Linked DNA regions of Rattus norvegicus: region 1 is linked to region 2. Evidence: chromatin contacts called from public Hi-C data. All regions are on one chromosome and are shown on one strand. The core of a region is the stretch at or near the end of the contact, and the rest is flanking DNA. Distances in the headings are between cores, read along the strand shown.

Region 1 (4,205 bases), core at 190-2,689, 94 kb before region 2:
TGGCCTAACCTGGAGACCCAGGAAGGGAGGGTGGGTGCTGCTCCAGTCCAGGGTGCCTCGGTGGCACCTGGCCAAACTCGATCCCTGGTCTCTGTCTTCTCTGGGGAGATTTCTGTGCTTACATTTGAAACACTGTTTCAAGGAACAGTGATGGGTAGTCCCAGCCAGCTCCTGCCTAACACTGGCCAGCCTCAGCGCTGAATCATGAAGGTAGGAGAGTGCCTTGGGTGCTTCTGAACACACAGGGCTTCTGTGGCCCTTTATTGACTATGAGGTATCCCAACCCTTTTCCTTGCACTGGAGGCCTCACCTCTTAGGGAACCTAACTGAACGAAATGCTTCTTTTTGTACATCAGAAAATGGTTGGGTGCCAGAATTTCAACCAGTGTTTCATCATAGCCCGTGGCAAGGCCGCCAGACACTTGCTCTTACTAACAGGTGCCTGGATTCCAAAAGAAAGGCCACTCAGGAGGCCGAGTGAGTGAACGTGCCCGACCCTCAATCCCCAAATGCCTCGGTACTGGCACTAATCACTACACAAATGTGAGGGGTTCTGTTTGGAGATAGATGTGGCCCAAAACCCGTACCTCACTGAACTTCTACAGGGCTCCGGTGGTGGCAATGTCTTCCCTCCATAGCACAGGTGTGTGTAGGATACTCCTCTTGACATCTTCAGAGGCTGCTGAAGGCACAAGGTACTTTACCTTGAGGCGGGACAGATTCAGCAGCTACTAATGAAGGGGGGAGGGCCAGGGCACTCATCCAGGTAGAGGACTTGCTCTTCTTGCAACAGCTGAGAGGCTATCTTGATCCTCCCAGCTCAGCAGCTGAGTGGTACCGGTGTAATTAGAAGGGTGACTGGGGGCCGGTTCATCTAAACAAATGGCTCATGGGGCGCCCGTTAGGCTTGAGGATCTATGTCAGATCCAGCACCCACATAAGAAGTTGGACATGGTGGTGATCTCTAATGCTAGCACTGAAGAGGCAGAGCTGGGGGACGGGGGAGATCCTGGAGATCCCTGGCCAGCCAGTCCAACTCAATCAGTGTGACCAAGTTCAGTGAGAGACTCTGTCCCCAAAACACAAGGTGAGGAACAGTCAGGGAAATATACTTGATGCTGACCTCTGGCCTCCAAATGTTGTACACGCACACATGCCCTGAACACACACACATACAAAAATAACTCAAAGAGCCCAGAACCTGTGATTTGACTCACAACATGTCACTGGGGAGCTTTGCTGAAGTAGGTGTGTGGACGTGGAGGAAGCACACGGCGGGAGTGTGCTGAGAGTCCTGGCTGGGTTGACTCCTCTCTCTCACCCTTTGCAGGCTTTTTCTGGTCCTCCAGCACACTTAGGGATGGATGGGTGAAGCCCACTTGGGCTGTGGCTCTGCCCAGCAGCCATCATCTCGCTGAGGCCCCCTGGTGGCGATAGGATGCACCTCTCTGCAGTATTCAACGCCCTCCTGGTATCAGTGCTGGCTGCGGTCCTGTGGAAGCACGTGCGGTTGCGGGAGCATGCGGCCACGCTAGAGGAGGAGCTGGCCCTTGGACAGCAGTCCCTGGATCCAGTCCCAGGGCTGAGGATCGACTACCCGAAGGCCCTGCAGATCCTCATGGAGGGTGGCACCCACATGGTGTGCACGGGCCGCACCCACACGGACCGCATCTGCCGCTTCAAGTGGCTCTGCTACTCCAATGAGGCCGAAGAATTCATCTTTTTCCACGGCAACTCGTCTGTGATGCTGCCCAACCTGGGCTCCCGGCGCTTCCAGCCGGCCCTGCTGGACCTGTCCACTGTGGAGGACCATAATGCCCAGTACTTCAACTTCGTGGAGCTGCCTGCCGCAGCCCTGCGCTTCATGCCAAAGCCAGTGTTCGTGCCTGATGTGGCCCTCATCGCCAACCGCTTCAACCCCGATAACCTCATGCACGTCTTCCATGATGACCTGCTCCCCCTCTTCTACACACTGAGGCAGTTCCCCGGCCTGGCCCAAGAGGCCCGGCTCTTCTTTATGGAGGGGTGGGGCGAGGGCGCCCACTTTGACCTCTATAAACTCCTCAGCCCCAAGCAGCCGCTGCTCCGTTCGCAGCTCAAGACCCTGGGCCGGCTGCTCTGCTTTTCCCATGCTTTCGTGGGCCTGTCCAAGGTCACCACCTGGTACCAGTACGGCTTTGTCCAGCCCCAGGGCCCAAAGGCCAACATCCTGGTCTCTGGCAATGAGATCCGGCAGTTCACCCGCTTCATGACTGAAAGGCTGAACGTGAGCCACGCGGGGGCGCCCCTCGGGGAGGAATACATTCTGGTCTTCAGCCGCACCCAGAATAGACTCATCCTGAATGAGGCAGAGCTGTTGCTGGAGCTAGCACAAGAGTTCCAGATGAAGACCGTGACAGTGTCCCTGGAGGACCACACCTTTGCCGATGTCGTGCGGCTGGTCAGCAACGCCTCCATGTTAGTCAGCATGCATGGGGCCCAGCTGGTGACAGCCCTCTTCCTGCCCCGTGGGGCTACTGTGGTTGAACTCTTCCCGTACGCTGTCAATCCTGACCACTACACCCCCTATAAGACGCTGGCCACACTGCCTGGCATGGACCTGCAGTATGTAGCCTGGAGAAACATGATCCGGGAGAACACAGTCACGCACCCCGAGCGACCCTGGGACCAAGGGGGAATCACCCACTTGGACCGGGCTGAGCAGGCCCGCATCCTACAGAGCCGAGAGGTTCCCCGGCATCTGTGTTGCCGGAACCCAGAGTGGCTATTCCGAATCTACCAGGACACCAGGGTGGACATCCCATCCCTCATGCAATCCATTCGGCGTGTGGTGAAGGGCCGGCCGGGGCCACGGAGGCAGAGGTGGGCAATCAGCCTGTACCCTGGTAAGGTACGGGAGGCTCGATGTCAGGCGTCGGTGCAGGGCGCCACGGAGGCCCGCCTGTCTGTGTCCTGGCAGATCCCGTGGAACCTCAAGTACCTGAAAGTGAGGGAGGTGAGGTACGAGGTGTGGCTGCAGGAGCAAGGGGAGAACACGTATGTGCCTTACATGCTGACGCTGCAGAACCATACCTTCACGGAGAACATCAAACCTTTTACCACCTACCTGGTGTGGGTCCGCTGCATCTTCAACAGGAGCCTCCTGGGACCTTTTGCAGATGTGCTGGTGTGCAGCACGTAGCTAGCAGGCCATGGCCAGGCCTCAGGAGGGGTCTCGAGGCTCTGCTTTCCCAGGCTCACAGTTCTGCTAGCAACTGTGGTGATTGAGTATCTATTTATTGAGTAGGCTTGCACCAAGCCTGCTTCCCGACGTGTGCTGTTTGCAGAATTCCCCTAGCTCTGAAGAGATAGTGCCCGTCCCCTGTGCCACACCGATCAGCCCCACCCAGGAGGAATTCCTTAGCAGTGAGGAGGAGGCACAGCCGGGTCCCGGGGATCTGCTCTTGCTAATAACCATGCTGTTTCCTGCTGTGGCCTTGGTGCAGGTCCTGGCTTCTAGAAATGGTGGTCGTGTGGTTGGTGGGCTAGGCAGATAATCCCTGCGAATTTCATCTGTAACTGAGTGACAGGTGTGTTTGGAGCCGTCATTAAATGATTATGAACATCTCGCCCAAGTCTTCTGATGCTTATTAGCTCGCACGGATTACACCTCAAGTAGGTTTCATACGATGTTCTGTGCATATTTATAGTGCACTTCAACACTGTTCCCCTCGGTAACCTTTCCTGTCCCCTCCCTCCGAGCTTCTGCTCCATCCCACCCCTCCTATTTTCAAGTCCCTTTGTGTCTTTGTGTGTCAGTGAGTTTCTTAGGGCCGCTGACAAGCACCTGGGTGAGGGTTTGTCTGCCTGGGCTCCTCACCATTGACTGACTGTACAACTAGAGAAAATGTCTCTTTCCATCCACTAACCATATAAATCCTCGTTGTGGGGTGCGGTCCCAGGAGCTCCTCCCATTCCCATGTTGGAGGATAGATTGGCCTGATCATGATTGATCATCACGGCTGCTGTGAGTTCAAGAGTACAGAAGTCTAGTCAGACCCAGAAGTTCGTGTTTCACACCTAGGAGAGGGTGACATAGCCGCCCACGAATGAGCATTCAGTAGTCACTCTCAGCACTGTAACCAGTTCCTCGAGGTGCTGTTGGCCACTGTAAAAGGAAGGCCTGGCAGAGCCGACGGCAGCACTGATCCTTAGGCATGAAGTTA
Region 2 (4,005 bases), core at 209-2,708:
GTTCTGATCCCCAAGGGCCTGTCATGGGCCACAGCCCAGATAAAAATAAGGAACAGCCCAGTAATTGGGCTGGAGGCACTACTTTAAGGATCCATGTAGGCCCCCTGTCTGCTCTGTTCTCAGCTCCATTTTAAAAGGAAGAAAATTACAGAGACATAAGATCATGCAGATTACAGGACTTGGATCTGGACCTGACTACTCTAAGCCTCACCCTCAGCCTCCACTCAGTTGATTGTCGGCACCCCATGCTCTGAATCCAAACATGTATCCTCTCCCTGTGCCTCTGCACATTTTGTTCATGTATGGAACCTCCAGGCTGACGTTGGGGGGCTATCACTCCACCATTCTCATCCAGGTTCATTGATGAAGGTCTCCCACTGGAGCCCAAGCTCCCTGATGCAGGAAAGCCATCTAGCCAGCTTGCTCCTGGGAGCCTGTCTCTGCTTTCTGAGTGGAAACCTCAGTGGTTTCTACTGTAACCAAATACCCGAGAAGAAGTGACTTAGAGGAGTCTGGGCTCAGGGAGGCACAGTGGCAGGAGCCAGAAGTCTCAGTGTGGTAACAATCATGAAAGAGAGAGTGGACAAGAAGTAGAACCCAGCTATCAAACCTCAGGGTCTAACCCCACTGAGGTTCCACCTCGTCTCCAAAACAGAGCCTCCAGCTGGAGTCTGAGCATGACATTAAAGGAACCTGTAGGAACATTTCACGTTCAAACCACCCTGCAGCTCAGGTCGTACCCCATCAAACACGGTTCCTCACGTTACCACTGAAGCACCCCTAAAGGAGTCAGTTGAGGAAACATCCTGACCCCTTCCATGCCAAGTGGGTTGCAGGAGCCGCTCTAGGGGGCTCTACCCGGGTCACGTGCTTCACGGGAAACGTAGAGCAGGGCAAGGAAACGTACTCGATAGGGAAAGCTGCGTCTGCACAGTGGACAGGCTGCTGGGAGCTGGGGCCTGGGTGCGGTCTCGGAGTCTGGCAAACGGCAGAGGACATGACAGCTATGAAGCCTCAGGGGCGGTTTAGCCTGACTCATTTTTCTAGAAAATACAACCTCGGGGAGTTGAAGGGTTCTTGGCGTTTCACAGGGCTCTGAAGCACTTGTCCAGTTGAAGGACCCCACCACGAATCGCACTTAACCACCCGGCTGGCTTCATCTGCCCCCTGGTTTTAGAGGTCCGGGAGTCTGGCGCTGAAGGCTGCAGACACTACAGCACTACACGGATGGACGGACATATGGATGGACAGACGGGACCGGAGGACGAGAACAAGGAGGGGAGGCGGCCTGCTTCATCCGCTGCGGGAAATGCTTTTGATGCCCCCTCCCCCACTCCCACCCGCCCCGGTACTGGCACACCTGGAAAAAAGAAATGTTCCCCTGCGTTCCAGAACACACACCACTGTTTTCACATTTGCAGAGTTGGCTGTGACTCTTCCCCTACTTTCATAAGCCTCTTCTGCGTAGTGACCGAAGTTTTGAAACTCTGCCCAGGGGCATATCCAGGAATGAGTGAGGGTGGACATGATCTCTGGACTTGATTTCAAGATTCTTTGTGCTTACTGTCAGCCTGTCAGGCTTACGGGGAGTGTCAAGCGGGGCTACAGGATCCCGGAGAACTCCCTAAGGTCAAGGTGGCTCCCCTCTCCTAACCAGCTATGGACCAGCTATGTGATACGCTGTCACAGCACCTGTGGTGTGTGCCACTGTTTGAACATTCCTCTAGCCAACATGTGACATCTTGAAACTTAAACACTCAAATCTACCTAACCCCAGCTTATGAAAGAATAGTAGTAAAATGACAGCTTGATGTTAGCCCCCAATGAGACGTGATAATAAAAACATGCCTGTCTATGCCCCACCTTAAGTCATCAAGTAGGCAGCCAGTTCCCTTCACACAAAAGAGAGTCAGCCTTTGCACAGTCTTGCTGTCCCTGGGGCTGTAGAGACGTCTTGGACAGTGAAGTACTCTCCACACAAGCACAAACATCTGAGTGAGGGTTCCCAACACTCAGGTAAAAAGACAAGTGTGGTGGTGGTGCTTGTAATCTTAGCTTTTGAAACAGGCTCTCACTGTTCTAGGATCCTTGGAAGTCAGTAGCCAAAACCGAGCTCCAGGTGGATATAGGGACACTCCATCCTCCATCCTCCTCTCTCTCTCTCTCTCTCTCTCTCTCTCTCTCTCTCTCTCTCTCACACACACACACACACACACACACACACACACAGAAGTTATTTAACCCTCTCTGTCTACCTCCCCAGCAACATCATGACTAACTTTAATTCTTGGATTGTGTTAGTTACTCCTCCTTCAGAATGAAGAACTGAGGCACAGAGACAAAGGGGATTTGAACTAGGATATGACAGAACCAGGTCTTCAACCAAAAACATCTCATGATCAAGCTTGTGTGTCTGACTACTGGCTTTACGGTCCCCCTGAGGCCGCCTGTCCCCATGGTCAGCACTACTGGTGTGTCTTAGAGATTTCCCGCCCATGTGTTATAGGGACTTCTGGGTCTCTTCAAAGAAATGAATTCAATAGAATGACATAGGTAGCTTCAAGCAAAATTTTACTAAGCAAAGTGAACACCCCGAAGAGAGATTGGAGTAAGTTTCCCCAAGGTAGGGAGCTTACCCGAGGGGTTCTGCATTGTGAATTTATTTACTTTGTTTATTTAATGGTACTCGGGTGCTCAATCTGCATGTACACCTTCATGCCAGAAGAGGGCATCAGATCCCCATATAGACAGATAGATGGTTGTGGTAGAAACCATGTGGTTTCTGGGAATTGAACCCAGGACTTCTGGAAGAGCATTTAGTGCTCTGAACCACTGAGCCATCTCTCCAGCCCCTTTGCATTGTGAATTTTAAAGACTTTTTAAAGAGCGTTTGTGGAACAGGTAGCATATCCAGGAAGGCTAGCCTTGAGCACCTACTCTGCCTTTACCTCCCAAGATCTAGGGTGCATGCAGGCTTGTAGCACTGCTCTCAAGGCTCTCATGACAGCCGACATCTCAGATGGACCTCAAGAAAGTACCCTCCCAATTCACGGATCAGGTCTCTCTTTTAGGATATTTCTTCCCATAATCCTCTAGAGAAGCCTCCAGGAGGAAGAAGTCAAAACCACAACCTAAATGACACAGTGAAGTCGAGCTCTTCTGAGTCACAAGGGTGGGATAACGCTGGTGGGAACACCCCACCTGCAGCCTCCACGGTGTTTACCCACAGGAGGTTATGTGAGCATCGGGAGGCTGCCAATGCACAGCCACAGCCTGGCTTCCGCAGAGCTCACTGCTTGGAGATTGCTCGTGGTATGTGGCTGACCATCACAGCTGTCTGTTGGCTGGGACAGTGAGGCTGTGCCATAAAGGCTGGCGTCAGTGTTTACAACCAACTGGCAGGTTGCACAAACGGAAATCAGGACTTGCTTCCTGCTGGAGCAGCTCATTTGAAACGTCATCCTCACTGAGGGACACGGCCCTTCCCAGACGAGGGCTTCTGGAAGGGAGAATTGTGTCTTGCTTTTCTGTGGTACTCTAAGTCCACACCGGCCCATTGGATGTGCTGAGGCCTCAGGAAGTGTCTGGGATCTTGCTGATTAACAAGAGTCTGGCATTGTGTTCATCATCGATGGGTCTCCAGTGACTCAGGGCAAGGGAAACAAGTTGGAAGTGACAGGAAAATCTGGATCCACACCTGACAGGCAAAAGGTCTGCAGTCCTCATCACTCCTTCAGTTGGCATATGACCCCACACTTTGTCAGCACCAAAGTGGAACTTCATGTCCCGTCAACAGACATCACCCATGACTTCCTGGAAAATCTTTGTTTCCCAGAACTACTGGTATATCATGAATTTAAAACACCAGTAAGCATACACAGGGCTGGGAGATGGCTCGGTGGGTAAAGTGCTTTCTGAACAAGCATGAAGGTCTGAGTTCATATTGCCAGCAGTCGTAAAAAGAGCTGGGTGCTGGGGCCCTGAGGGAGGGAGGATTCAGCAGTT

The links. Hi-C and Micro-C count contacts between places; a contact is called where the count stands out from the background.
Region 1: a Hi-C map of liver shows a contact between it and region 2, with 2.6 times the contacts expected there. The contact joins the promoter of Pomgnt2 here to the enhancer-like site in region 2. A contact is called at or near these places in 9 of 12 Hi-C or Micro-C datasets (the A7r5 cell line, Schwann cells, frontal cortex and 5 more) and 1 of 1 datasets of contacts at active chromatin or transcription factors (oligodendrocytes).

What each region holds. Positions count from the first base shown.
Region 1 is chr8:130,522,010-130,526,214 of GRCr8, reverse strand. Pomgnt2 (protein O-linked mannose N-acetylglucosaminyltransferase 2 (beta 1,4-)) reads left to right here and starts at 1,439. Exons shown (of 1, transcript NM_001009437.1): 1 at 1,439-3,181. The coding sequence starts at 1,439. The coding sequence ends at 3,181.
Region 2 is chr8:130,428,499-130,432,503 of GRCr8, reverse strand. No RefSeq gene overlaps it. Among named protein-coding and RNA genes, the nearest start is that of Ackr2, 18 kb to the left of the region's middle. Within about 2 kb of position 1,458, at least 5 of the 93 cell types and tissues checked have an H3K27ac peak or open chromatin away from gene starts, as enhancers often do. A contact at or near this core is called in hepatocytes and liver, where this site is marked.